Regions from separate parts of the Zea mays genome. Here region 2 is linked to region 1. A link is a contact called in public Hi-C data. All regions are on one chromosome and are shown on one strand. The core of a region is the stretch at or near the end of the contact, and the rest is flanking DNA. Distances in the headings are between cores, read along the strand shown.

The links. A called contact is a pair of places that touch in the nucleus more often than the background predicts.
Region 2: a Hi-C map of tassel shows a contact between it and region 1, with 2.5 times the contacts expected there. The contact joins the enhancer-like site here to the promoter of LOC100191260 in region 1. A contact is called at or near these places in 4 of 25 Hi-C or Micro-C datasets (ear, endosperm, leaf and 1 more).

What each region holds. Positions count from the first base shown.
Region 1 is chr4:75,769,067-75,776,099 of Zm-B73-REFERENCE-NAM-5.0, forward strand. LOC100191260 reads left to right here and starts at 2,415. Exons shown (of 5, transcript NM_001136694.1): 1 at 2,415-2,585; 2 at 3,571-3,660; 3 at 4,432-4,526. The coding sequence starts at 2,531.
Region 2 is chr4:76,031,742-76,038,774 of Zm-B73-REFERENCE-NAM-5.0, forward strand. It overlaps LOC100282309, which reads left to right. Exons shown (of 8, transcript NM_001155221.2): 6 at 1-138; 7 at 1,648-1,702; 8 at 2,527-3,068. The coding sequence ends at 2,876. Among protein-coding and RNA genes, the nearest start is that of LOC100282309, 7.4 kb to the left of the region's middle. Within about 2 kb of position 3,145, at least 18 of the 20 cell types and tissues checked have an H3K27ac peak or open chromatin away from gene starts, as enhancers often do. A contact at or near this core is called in ear, endosperm, leaf and 1 more, where this site is marked.

The DNA of each region.
Region 1 (7,033 bases), core at 1,165-3,664:
CAAAAATGACAAGGTCTAGGGCAGAGAGGGCACTTTGAATCACAACCCTTGTGTAGAAGCGGCTTCTGCCCTAAAGCTTATTTTTGCTGATGTTTATGAGTAATACTATGCCTCTGTGCCAAATTTTACTCAAAAAACCTAGTGGTTATTTAATGGTGATTTTCTAAAGTTTGGGGCATAGTGGGTGCTTATAACTAACACTCCTTTTGAAAAATGTCAAACAACAGATTTTCTATTTTTCTAGTTTATTCTTTGCGCAAGAGCAATCATTTCTAAAGTTGGTCATTTTTACTCATAGGGAATGAGTTGTATGATTTCTTAAAGTTTTTTAAACTTTCTCATGGAGCAGGGGTGGGGCATGTTCTATTGTGCAACTATCTAATTTTTATATTTTTCTCCCATAGTGTATAGCTTAAGTGTTTAGGAAAAAATTAGGTTGCTCACTGTTTCCCACTTTTGGTTTCTCTTTTTATTTTCTAAAGGTATTTGCAAAAACCTAACTTTATTTGTTTAACCCACTTACCTTGGTGTTCTAGGGTGATTAGTATTTTTGTAGAGGTTTATTAATGGCCAAGTGGTTACCAAAATTTTCTAAACCTCAATGAATATGTCCTACTATTTTTACCATTATATTCACTTAAATACTTAAAATCTAAATTAAATAATAAATTCTAGAAACGGTACTGGACTAGGGGTTTTTCTATTTTTTTCTCTAAAGTTCAACTCGTATAGAACTCAACAAAATTTGTTTGGTTGAATTTTCCCAAATATTTCTCGAGTTATGGATTTTATAAGTTATCTGTAGATTTAAAATTGAATTTCTAAAGGATTTCAGAAATGACTATTTAGCGCTGGGTCACTGGGCTTTCTTCCCTTCTTATTTCAGAAGTTAGTCCTTGGAACGCTATTCACTCGAGTCACTAACATCGCGAAAACCCCCTACCCCTAGGCTTAAGAACTATCCAACCAGCGCTCCTGAGTCTTTTGGATGATTGTCTTGTTACATACATCGAGAGAGATATTTTCTTCGAAGTGAATGAAGAAGATATAATTAAAACTTTTATGGCGTTGAGAAAGCGCAAACCAGATAAATAGTATTATTGCAATCTTTATATTTAATGTATACAAGTTTCATGCTTATTTGTTGAGTGTCAAATTTTATATTTATATATCGAATTTTTTATCAAATTTACTATGTAAATTAGATAGAATTCTACATAAATTTTTTGTTGCTTTATATCCTATGCAAAAATACTAGATCCGCCACTGCTCACGAATGGCCAACGCCGACGCTTTGCAGGTGTCCTCGCCGAACATCGTTGCCGCCGCCGTCGCCCGTCGATACATACATCTGTTATCGTCACATGCTAGGGCTAACACCCATGTCGTCGTGCCCTCGCTGAACGTCGTTGCTGTCGCAGCCGCCACCTGCTGGTCACCACGTTCAAGGGCTGCTGCAACATGGCAGCGCCGCCACTGGCATGCTCCAGCCGTGGTGGTTTGACGGAGCTTCTCAACGCCATGGACGTGCAATGGGTAGTCGAGCCTAGCAGCAACGTGGACGCTATGGACTCTGCTCTCTTTAAACCCACTGTTTTTGTTGCAACCGGTGCACACATGCAACCTGACCTTCTCGTTCATGGTCCTGTTGAAGCTTCACATCATGTTGATTCTTGTGAAGAATTCAATACACCTAAAAATATCCAATCAGTTTAACATCGGTGACCATTTTTTGTCCCTCGTTCAATCTGTTCAACATTTATACACAATTCTCTTGCACCAGGTTTGAATCAAAATTCAGCTTACAGACGATCTTGAGCTCCAGATTTGAATCAAAATTTAGGTTACAAAAACTGAAGCTGGGTAGTTGGTGGAGGTGTTGCGCCAGTCTGGACCTCCAGACAATGGCGACATCGGTGGGGAACCAACGTTCAGCGAGTTCTTTGGCGGAAGCCGGCAAGAATGGAGGCGGCGGTGCAAGGACATGGCAGTTGTCATGTTCCAGAAGTCTCGTGCAACTGTTTGGAGGAAGGGAAGGAGAAATGGAGGTTTTGCAAAAAAGGATTCTTATCACACGGAAGCCGCGGGAGGGTTAAAATGTTAAAATGACAGTAGCCACTGGATCTTGATTGAAAGAATGAGATTAAAGATGTGCCAGAGGAAGCCACGGGAGGGTTAAAATGTTAAAACGACAGTAGCCACTAGATCTTGATTGAAGGGATGGGATTAAAGATGTGCATACGTGCCATGTACATAAGATACGCTGCCATTTTACAAATGCAACGAAACACGCTCTGTTTTGAAGTGCGAAAAGTTAAAACGACCCATTTTAACAAATTTTACGACTGTCGTGCATATGTCCGGATATCAACCCCTCCCCTCGTATTAGGCCCCACCTCCCCGCGCGCCCTAACCCTAGCTTCTCGATTCAACTCTGCGCGAGACGAATTCTCTCCCGAATTCGCTCGCCGAAAGCACCTGCTACCTCGCGCCCGCCTTCCGTCGCGCGGATTCGGTGCCGTGCGTGGAGATGGACCCGATGGACATCGTGGGGAAGTCTAAGGAGGACGTTTCCCTCCCCAAATGTAAGTTCCCTGCCTCGGTTACCCCTGTAGAAGCCGTATTCTGGCTCCTTTTATTGTGTTGAAATTTGACGCCATTAAGGGGATGTCGTGTGGATGGGCGTGTTCTTCTTGGTCTGAAGAATCTGGTTAGCTGGGTTTGGTTTGCGTAATCTTGTGAGATGATACGCTAGGAAGCTTGATTTTTGAAGCGATGCTGTGAGGAAAGTTAGGTTTGTCCCAAGTGCTATTCAATTTCTGCGCCAATTCGTATGTACGATGGTTGTCCTGGGGCTTGTGGCGAGGTCCTGATCTTTTTGGATTGTGGCTAGTTGATTTTGGCAGCCTTGTTGATAGCAAACTACTATGATGCAGCACTATACAGTTCGTTTCTTGTGGTATGCTTGAGTGCTCTAGACGGATCCAATACAAGGCTTCAACATGGCATGTACAGGACCATGGGAGCTCATCATTTGGTGCTGGTCTAATAAGTTTCCTTTGTCTCTTGGCGTTTCTTAGTATATGGAATTTGGGCCCCTGTGCCTTACAAACAGGACTGGATAGACTAGTAACTTAGTGTAGTTTTGATGGTTTCTAGCCTGTGAACTATGGCACTCCAGTCGTTGGAAACATTACATCATGTAATGGTTTGGTATATGAAATCGTTCTGCTGTGAATTCTGACTGTTTGTGATAACATTGGAAAAAGTGGCTTTGTTTCATAATTTCATATGATTTTTCATGTATGAATTATACTGGAATTGTTTGATGATTTTTATTATATAATAGTATTGGATTATCTTTGAATTAATTAATGTTATACCATGAAATGTGAATGAACAAGTATATGGAGTTACAACTATACTAATATTATGTTTTGCCAAATTAGTGCCATGCGATTTGAATAAAGTTCCTTGAACCTGGATGGGAGCAGATCACCAGTTGACGACATTTTGTTTTCAGAGTTGTTTAAAATCTTGTACTTATTGACTTTCTGCTTCGCATTTTAGCAACAATGGTTAAGATAATTAAGGAGATGCTTCCTCCTGATGTACGAGTGGCAAGAGATGCACAGGATCTTCTTGTTGAATGCTGCGTAGGTAAGACATACAAGTGTGATGCAGTATACACCATTATAGTATCATCCATCATATGGTACAGCTTGTATGCTCAACTATGCAAGAATCACTGTTTGAATAACATATTAACATGGTTCTGCACATGTATCTTTATTTAAATTATAGCCTGCCATGAGTTGTTCTTTATGAAATATCATTTTGTAGCACTGAGCTTTCTTCTTGTTGTTCCAAATAAAACAAACTGCTGGAATTAAAAATATACTCCTGCACAGTTCAGACTGTAGTGACATATATATATGGTTATCTCTTTGATTTGTCTGGGAGCTTTCAAGTATGCATGTCATCTTGTGAATAATAATAGACAATAAGATTATACATGTTTTTTAGAAGAAAATCATTAGGTAAAATTTCTAACTTTATATCATACTCTCTCTGTCCCAAAATATAGTTCTTTCTGGCGCACCTTTTTTCCGTCCACATTCGTTCAAATGATAATGAATAAAGACATACATACAAACTACATTCATATGTTACTTAATGAATGCATGATTAGTCTAAAACGAATTATGTTTCAAGACGGAGGGAGTATTATATTCTGTTTTCATGAGAAAGCCAATATACTCCTACTGTATTCAGGCCATTAATGAAGTAACTGCATAACTTGTTCTGTTTAAATGGTTTACACTTGTATGGATCTCTCACAACCTTACTTTCAACAAAGAAAGAATCTTCATAAGCATAGAGATTGGTCTCTCCTTTTCTAATCTAACTACTTGTAAAACCAATTTTCAGAGTTCATCAATCTCCTTTCGTCTGAATCCAATGAAGTGTGCAGCAGAGAAGAGAAGAAAACAATTGCTCCTGAGCATGTTATCAAGGCTCTAAGTGTTAGTATTTTCTCCTCATAATTTTTTATGTCAGATTTCTCTAAGAATAATTTGAGGTAAAGTGGTAAACACATGGTTAGATATGAGGCATACGATTAGGTGTGATATCTTTGATGGTTTTGGGGATTCTTGGCGAACTTTAATTTTTTAATTTTGGGTAGACATGCTTTTGTAGATGCTTGTTTAATATAGAAGCACATCATCTTTATCGTTCATTTTTTCACAAACTCTCTCTATATATAAATAACGAGCATCGTTTGAGCGGAGTAACGGGGATCTCTTTGAACCAATTTGGATTCATGTGCGGAAGGTCAACCATGGAAACCATTTTTTTAATAAGACATGTGATGGAGTAGTATAGAGAATAGAAGAAGGATCTACATATGATTTTCATTGACTTGGAGAAAGCTTATGACAAAATACCAAGTAATGTTATGTGTTTGGTTTTGGACAAACATAAAGTTCCAACGACGGAAGTACGTTGGATTATTAAGGACATGTACAAGTACAACAATGTTGGTGTTCGAGCGATGGCGACACAAATTTCTTTTCGATTGGAATAGGACTACATCAAGGGTCAGCTTTGAGCCCTTACCTTTTTTCCTTGGTGATGGATAAAGCCACAAGGGACATACAAGGAGATATCCCTTGTTGTATGTTTTTTGTAGACGATGTAGTGTTAGTTGATGAATGTCGGGCAAGAGTAGATAGAAAACTAGAGTTGTGGGGAGGGACTCTAGAATTCAAGGTTTTAGACTCACTAAAATAGAATACATGAGATGTGATTTCGGCAGTACACATAAGGAAGAAGATGTTAGTTTGGAAGGACGAGTAGTGCTTAGGAAGGACACCTTTAGGTATTTAGGATCAATGTTACAGAGAGATGAGGATATTGTAAAGATGTTAGCCATAGAATCAAAGCAAGGTGAATGAAGTGGCATGCCATCAATCGTCTGGTGTTCTAAATGACAAGAGGGTACACATAATATATATTAAGAAGAAATGACATCAATCATCTGGTATTCTAAATGGCATCAATCATATGGCATCAATCATCTGGTGTTCTAAATGATAGAAGCTAAAAGGCAAGTTTTATAGGATGTTGATTAGTCCTGTTTATGCTGTATGGTGCATAATGTTGGCCTACAAATAGATGACACGTTCAGCAGATAAGTGTTGCAGAAATGTGTGTGTGTTTTCTCTCTCGAAAGCGTAGGAGAGCTACGCATAATATATATTAAGAAGAAACAGGTCTAAAATAGACCAATACAAAAGTCTGTGGCCAAATAGCTCATGGCGGTCGAAAACAACAAAACATAAAGACATCTAACATTATAGCTAATGCAACAAACTACAGCTGGAGGCCAGGAATGGGAGCAGTAAGGAAGGAGAGATCCCTAGCTCCAGCCAAAGCCCACCTCTCCAACTTCTGATTGAACTGGGAGATAGCAGCACCCATATTAGGAGGAAAACTATCAAAGACACCCCCTATTTCTATGCTTCCACAATGTCCAAGCTCCAAGGATTATCAAGGAGTTGATCCCCTTCTGCACAATCCCAGAAATCTGCATAGAAACCCACTCTCACCAAACCATAAACCCCCGATTATGAAGCTGTGGAGACAAGCTTTGAAGATTGACTTTACTGAGCACATGGAACCAGAATTCCCTGGCGAATACACAGTTAACCAGCAGGTGATCAATTATTTCCTGTTGTTGATCACAAAGTGGACATCTAATAGGATGAGGCAGCCCCCTTTTGCTTAACCGATCAGCTGTCCAACATTTATTAAGAGCAGTTAGCCAAATGAAGAATTTACACTTAGCCGGAGCCCAAGGCTTCCAAATTCGGTTAGCAGGCTCAAAGTGGACAGACCCAAGGAAGAGAGCCTCATATACAGCCTTAGAAGAATACTGTGGTAGCAAGCATAAACACATGCCTATCCTCAATCTGCTCATGCAGCCTCCACCTCCAATATTAGGTCATATACTTACAAAAACTCCACTAAAACCCCAACCGACCGAGCACCAATAATATCAGCAACCCAACTTCCCTCAGTGATGGCCTCGAGAACTGTTCTAGACTTGATAGCTCTATTAGATACTGCAGCAAATAATCTCGGAGCAAGCTGTGGATGCTCATTTTATTTAGCCACTTATTCTTCCAGAATAGTGGCCCAATTTCCAATTTCTCTATAGAAGTTGGAAAAGTAACATCTAACCACTTGAGGGACATGATGATATACCTGATAGGCTAGGAGTAACACCAATTGAAGAAAAGCTTGTCCAACATTTGTTGAGATGGTTTGGACATGTCTAACGGAGACCTCCAGAGTCGTCGATGTGTCGTGGGATTATAAGGTGCGATAGCAATGAGAAGAGAGGAAGAGAAAGACCGAAGTTGACATGGGAAGAGGCAATAAAAGGAGATTTGAAAGAATGAGATATACATAAAGATTTAGCCTTGAACAGGAGTGCATGGAAAATAACTATTTATGTGCCCGAACC
Region 2 (7,033 bases), core at 1,895-4,394, 260 kb after region 1:
CATGTTGTTCTTGATCCTAGGACAAAAGAATCCCGTGGCTTTGCCTTCGTGACTATGGATACTCTTGAAGGTGCAAGACGCTCCATCAAGTATCTGCACCGCACTGTACTTGAAGGTCGCCTGGTCACTGTAGAGAAGGTTAGATGCTGACTGTACTGATTCATTCCATTATGCATTTTTCTATTGTATTTTTTGTTGAATAGTGCTAGTTTTGTCATGTTATCGTTGTATAGTAATGTCAAGTAGTCTAATACTAGCAGTAGTACAGTTAAAAATTTAAAGCTACTATACGGTCATGCATGTTTTTTGTCTTATGCTTGTCCCTCCCCTTCCCACTTTAGCCTTGAAATCACTGATGTCTTAGTAACATAAATGCATTAATCTTGTGCACTGGAAATTATATTCCATTACATTAAGGGGGTGTTTGAATGCACTAGAGCTAATAGTTAGTTGGCTAAAAAATTGCTAGTGAAATTAGCTACCTAACTATTAGCTAATTTGCTAAAAATAGCTAATAGCTGAACTATTAGCTAGACTGTTTGAATGTCTTCAGCTAATTTTAGCAGCTAACTATTAGCTCTAGTGCATTCAAACACCCTCTAAAACTTCAATGATGCTATGCTCTGTTCAGTTTAAAACTCTGGTGAAGGTCCTTGAGGTGAGGTATGTTATGACTTATGAGTAGAAGATTACAAATATGCTCTTTCCCTATGATGGAAGAGTATATTCTGTAACAGACAAGCCTGGAAACCCCACTCAGGTGAAATGTGCCAGAGTAAATTGAAAGGGGATCATTTATGATGTGTTCTGATGCAATCCTAATGTGGTGAATGGGGAAAACCTCTTCTGTGGCTCTTCAACTGGGGTCTTAACTCTCATCTCGTGCTGACTTCCTGACCTTCCAGTTTAACATGGTGCTGGGCTGCCTCTACGTCAACCTGGTTGGTCCAGGCTGTGCAGTCTCCAACCATGGTTGTCTCCAAAGGATGTGCAGCTGACGTGATGGTGCTTATCACCACACCCTCAGAGCTCATCACCACTTGCCGTCTTCACCTCGCTCACCGACAATGCATACATGCTACATCAACACGACGGCTGTCGCCATAGAGCGATCTTGGAGTCTTGTTGTGCATCGCGTCACCACCATCGCCACCGCAACTTCTACCACAACCGCCATCGTCAACATCACGCTCGTGATCCAACAGGCTCTACGATTTGTCTGCTTCGACTAAGCTTACATGGTGCATGCTGCTGCCATGTCACGACACCAACCACCAAGTCTGATGCGAACTTCATCGACCAGTATCTTGATTTGATGGACATCACGAGAGGCATAATCTGGCGCTTCCTTGGACCATGGCTACACCGACCACGGAACAAGTGCACAAAAGTCATCTTTGGTTTAGTTGGCATGCAACGTAAAGTTTAATCTACCTATATCACAAGATTTTGATCAAGAGTTGACAAGCTTAATGGACCATGACTATTTTTCACCAAAAGGGCAAAGTTTAGTTTCATTATCAATTATATTAACCACTCTGTTCAAATTTAAGATCGAATTGGGTTCTTCCTTTATTTAGCATACTTGAAGTTCATTGCTTGTTTCATTCGTACCAACTAATACATTTGTTCACGATTTTATTCCAGGCTAAAAGAACTCGTGAAAGGACCCCTACTCCTGGAAAATACTGTGGTCGAAGAGGTATGAACCAAAGTTGGCCAATTTTGCACCTCCACATGATATGACCACAACGCTTTCTGTATTAAGCATCGTTTGACTTGCTTCTTTATGTGTTGTTCAGCTTGCATACATTGTTGTTGAATGGATATCACTTTATTTGTTTGCAGTTGTCAGATGTGCTATGCTGTTTTTTTAATACATAAACATGAACTTAGTCTAAATATTCTGTGCCACTCATAGGGTATTTGTGTGCTTATTTGTTTTATATATTGATCTTTAATATTCTAATGATTGACCTCGATGGGGGTGTTATGTTTAGTTGTTTATTACAACACATAAACATGAACTCGGTCTCTAAATATTTTGTGCCACTCATAGGTTTGCTTATTTGTTGTTTTAGTGATCTTAATATTCTAATTATCGGCCTTAATGGGGTGTTTTGTTTCTACAACCTGTGATTATAATTGTAGCTTTTATGGTGTTCTCTATTTTTAGCTGGCATAATTCCACACTATTGAAGCCCTGGTAGACATCTATGGTCTAGGTGGTGTTCTATATTTTTAGCCGGCATAATTCCACACTATCAAAGATTTGAGCACACATCTATGGTCTAGGTCATTGTTTTCCTTGATTGAAATCACACTTTCGAAGTAGATCACACGCGTAGCCATGGGAAAATTGTGACAGTTATTATGTGCAAATTTGGTTGCATATATCTTTTTATAGGCTTGTGATCCACGTGTGCTTTAAAACATTTGTAAGAAAAAACATGGGTTTGTGACCGTTCCTTTGTTTTCCTTTTGCATTACAGCTATATCTTTAATATTTTTTCTTAAAAAACGCAGGAGGATCTCAAAGGAGCCCATCACCTTACCGCCCTCGCAGAAGGGAGCGTTCGCGCTCAAGGGAACGCAGAAGGGAGCGTTCGCGTTCAAGGGATCGAAGGGAGCGGTCTCGCTCAAGGGATCGAAGGGAGCGGTCTCGCTCAAGGGAACGCCGAAGGGAGCGGTCTCGTTCAAGGGACCGCAGGGAGAGGTCTCGCTCAAGGGACCGCCGGAGGGAGCGCTCACGCTCAAGGGACCGCAGAAGGGAGCGCTCACGCTCAAGGGACCGGAGGGGCAGTTCACCCCATGGCAGAAGGCATAGAGATCGGTCCAGGTCACCCACCAGCAATGGGAACCATAAGGCAGACTAGGAAGCGCTTTTATGGACTTGTCGTTGATTGCGTGAACAAAGGAACTTGTAACACTACCTATAAACTGGTCAGACTGAGACGGTTAGCATGGATTTTTAGTAGTGTTGCTGTATTTTGTTGTTTCATACAAGTACTCTATTCTGTTAGCTTTCGGATCGAAATGTCGGATGATGATGGTTGTTATTGTTCTGGAAATCGTAGACATGTCCTCCAGAATACCTATGAAACTATGGCATACTCGTGTGTTTGCTTAAGGTTGCTGTGGTATGTTCTGATCTTAAGATTGACACGTTGCACGGTAGATGGATGCCTCTGTTCAATCTAAGGTAGTGTCGGGACTATTTTTAGTCCCTCCATTTTATTTCACTATAGTCTATAAATTGCAAAATATGGAAACTATAACTCTATTTTATTTTTCATATTTGACAATTTAGTGACTAAAGTGGAATAAATTGGAGGGACTAAAAATTAGTCTCTAAAACCAAACACCCCTAAGTTGCCTAAGTTTTCAATGTTTCATTAGCCATCAGTAGGCTCGAGTCATGCGGCAGAGGCGATCCGTAGTACTACTTGCATACTTATTGGACCAGGAAGGAAATGTTACGTGCGTTACGGTTGAATTTCCAGTCAAACTCGGACCAACTTTCCAGGGTCAGAATCAAACGGGCGTACTGTTTGTACTCGAGGATTCCATTATACAATGGCACACTCATGCCGTGAAAACCATGGAAACTGCCCACAAGCGATATGTCAAACACATGGACGCCATACCGTGTCCGTTGCTTTCTTTCTACACCAATGTTCAGAACATACCGTGTCCGGTTGCATCTGCATCTGCATTGCAAAGTCAGTGCATGCACATGCCCACCTGCTTGCTACGGGGAGAACCGGAGAAGGGAAATCGGCCATGTCCTTCTCGCCGTTCCTGACTTTTCGGAGACCCATATATATATATATATATATATATATATATATATATATATATATATATATATATATATATATATATATATATATATTATATATATATATATATATATATAGTATTAAATATTTGATGTATAAAAAATATTATGCACTATTTTAAAGTTTATAAGATAACAAATATAAAATATAGCCGAAAACACTTACTTATTATCTGATATCATTTAAAATATCTTCTAACATTTTGTGATACAAAGTCATCGCTTATATTATTGAGATCAATCTCATCCAACAACTTTTTTCGATATATAAAATCGGCAAGCCATTTAACCTCTATTGAGTTATTGTTGACCATAAATAGTTAAAAAAATATTTCAATTTTAAAAAGCTTCTCTCTGTCGATGCAACCATCATGTGTATAGTAAATAATACTCTCTCTATATCAAAATAGAATTTGTTTTGCTTCTTTAGTGGATTCATCATTATATAATTGAATATAAACATAAAAATCAAGAGCTAAAACAAATACTATTTTGAAACGGATGGAGTAATCGATAAGTAATTGAGACATTAGTTTAACAATCGAAACGAAACTGGTGGATAGCGCATCGCTCTTTGCGTATTTGTGATTAGAATAGATATGTTTAACAGGAAAAAGTGCTAGCGTCCAGTGACTAAGGGCCCCTCTATTTTTGGGGGCCCGGTGCGGCTGCACCCTCCGCATCACCTCCGGTACGGTCCTGTCCTTCTCCACTTCCTAAGAAACATTTGTGTTTCTTATGAAAAAAACACCTAACTCTGTACTGTGTTGTTACAACCAAGAATGATAGTGTCTTGTTATTAAGGGACTAAGGGAGTATTAAATCTATGGTTATGAACGGCTTACATATAAAATATACTCGAAACTTTTCACTAGAGCCCCAATCTTTCCAGCAAGAACACTACAGCCTTTTATTCTGTAGCAACTGATGGCAATGGTTTAAGAGAAATTAAACCCCACATATATATAATACAACATAACATAGCATAACATAGTACAATACAATACAATACAATACAATACAATACAATACAATACAATACAATACAATACAATACAATACAATACAATACAATACAATACAATACAATACAATACAATACAATACAATACAATATGTAAAGGATATATATCAGAGGTATCCACATACAACACCGTAAAGAAGACCATGACATGTGAGTCCATGAGCTCGGCCAAGTGCTCAGGGACTTGGCTCACATAAACAGTTATGTTTCTTATGAAAAAAACACCTAACTCTGTACTGTGTTGTTACAACCAAGAATGGTAGTGTCTTCTGTCTTGTTATTAAGGGACTAAGGGAGTATTAAATCTATGGTTATGAACGGCTTACATATAAAATATACTCGGAACTTTTGAAAGGGAAATGTGCCCTTGTGCCATTTCTATTATATTTTGGTGATTAAGTGACCAACACATAGTGAGTGAGTTATTATGTGCCAAATGAAGAGAGAAGTGCAAATCATGTAACAAGGTATGTTTCTAGACTTAGTACATTGGTTTGAGTACTAACATATTTTGTCTAAGTGCTAGAAACAGAGAAAAGAGAAGGAGAAAAGAACTTGGCTCTGAGCAGCCAATACTCAGCTCAGTCTGGCACACCGGACTGTCCGGTGGTGCACCGGACAGTGTCCGGTGCGCCAGGCTGGCTTCCGGCGAACTGGCCACTCTCGGGAATGTTTGGCGGCGTACAACTATAATTCACCGGACTGTCCGGTAGTGCACCGGACTGTCCGGTGAGCCAACGGCCGCCAGCGCAACGGTCGGCCGCGCAATCCGCGGGCGACGCGTGGCCCGCGCCAACGGGCGGCAGGGGGCACCAGACTGTCCGGTGTGCACCAGACAGAGTCCGGTGCGCCAACTGCCACGACGCTGCAACGGTCATCTGCGCCAAATTAGGAAGGAGATCCGCACTGGACATGCTACAGTGACTGTCTGGTGGTGCACCGGACTGTCCGGTGCACCACCCGACAGAAGGAAACTTTGGCCTTCCTTGTTGGCCTCCAACGGCTCCTAGCTGTCTTGGGGCTATAAAAGGGACCCCTAGGCGCATGGAGGAGTTACCCAAGCACACTCTAAGCATTCCAAGACTTCTAGTCCTCACTTTCACGCAATCGTTCATCGTTCTTGAGATTGGAGCACTTTTTGAGTTGTAAACTCCCCGCGCATGTTTTGTGTGCTCATCTTCTCACTTGTGTGCGTGTTTGCGGTGTGGATTTAATTCTAGTGTGCGTTGCTCTTCCCAACCTTACTCCGTGCTTTCATTGTGATCTTTGTTGTAAGGGCGAGGGACTCCAACTTGTGGAGATTCCTCGCAAACGGGAAAAAGAGATAAGCATAAAAAAGTCGTGGTATTCAAGTTGATCATTGGATCACTTGAAAGGGGTTGAGTGCAACCCTCGTCCATTGGGACGCCACAACGTGGAAGTAGGCAAGTGTTACTTGGCCGAACCACGGGATAAAATCGCGTGTCTCTTGTGTTGATCTATTTGTGATTGTCTTGCCCACCAGAACTCGCTTCGCAACTACTTAGTCGCACTAACATTGCTATAACCAAGTTTTGTGGCTATTAGTTGTTGAATTTTTACAGGATCACCTATTCACCCCCTCTAGATGCTCTCAATCGGTATCCGAGCCGTTCTCTTCGCATAAGGGACTAATCGCCCGAAGAGATGGATCCTAAGGGAAAGGGGATGGTGGTAAACGATAAGGAGAAGGAGTCCATCTTCAACGAGCCAAGGGACGACAAGCCCACTAACTCTGGCTCAAGTCACAAGAAGAAGGACAGGAAGAAGAAGAGACGTATCAAGAAGATCGTCTACTACGACAACGATGAATCTTCTTCTTCACCAAGAGACGACGACGAGAAAAAGAAACCGGTTAATTCAAATTATTCATTTGATTATTCTCGTATTCCTTTTAATTCCAATGCTCATTTGCTTTCAATTCCTCTTGGTAAACCTCCACACTTTGATGGAGAGGACTACGCTTTTTGGAGTCACAAAATGTGTAGTCACCTATTTTCTCTTCATCCTAGTATATGGGAGATAGTTGAAAATGGAATGCAATTTGATAGTACGGATAACCCTGTGTTTATTAACGAACAAATTCATAAAAATGCACAAGCTACCACTGTTTTGCTAGCATCTTTGTGCAGTGATGAGTACAACAAGGT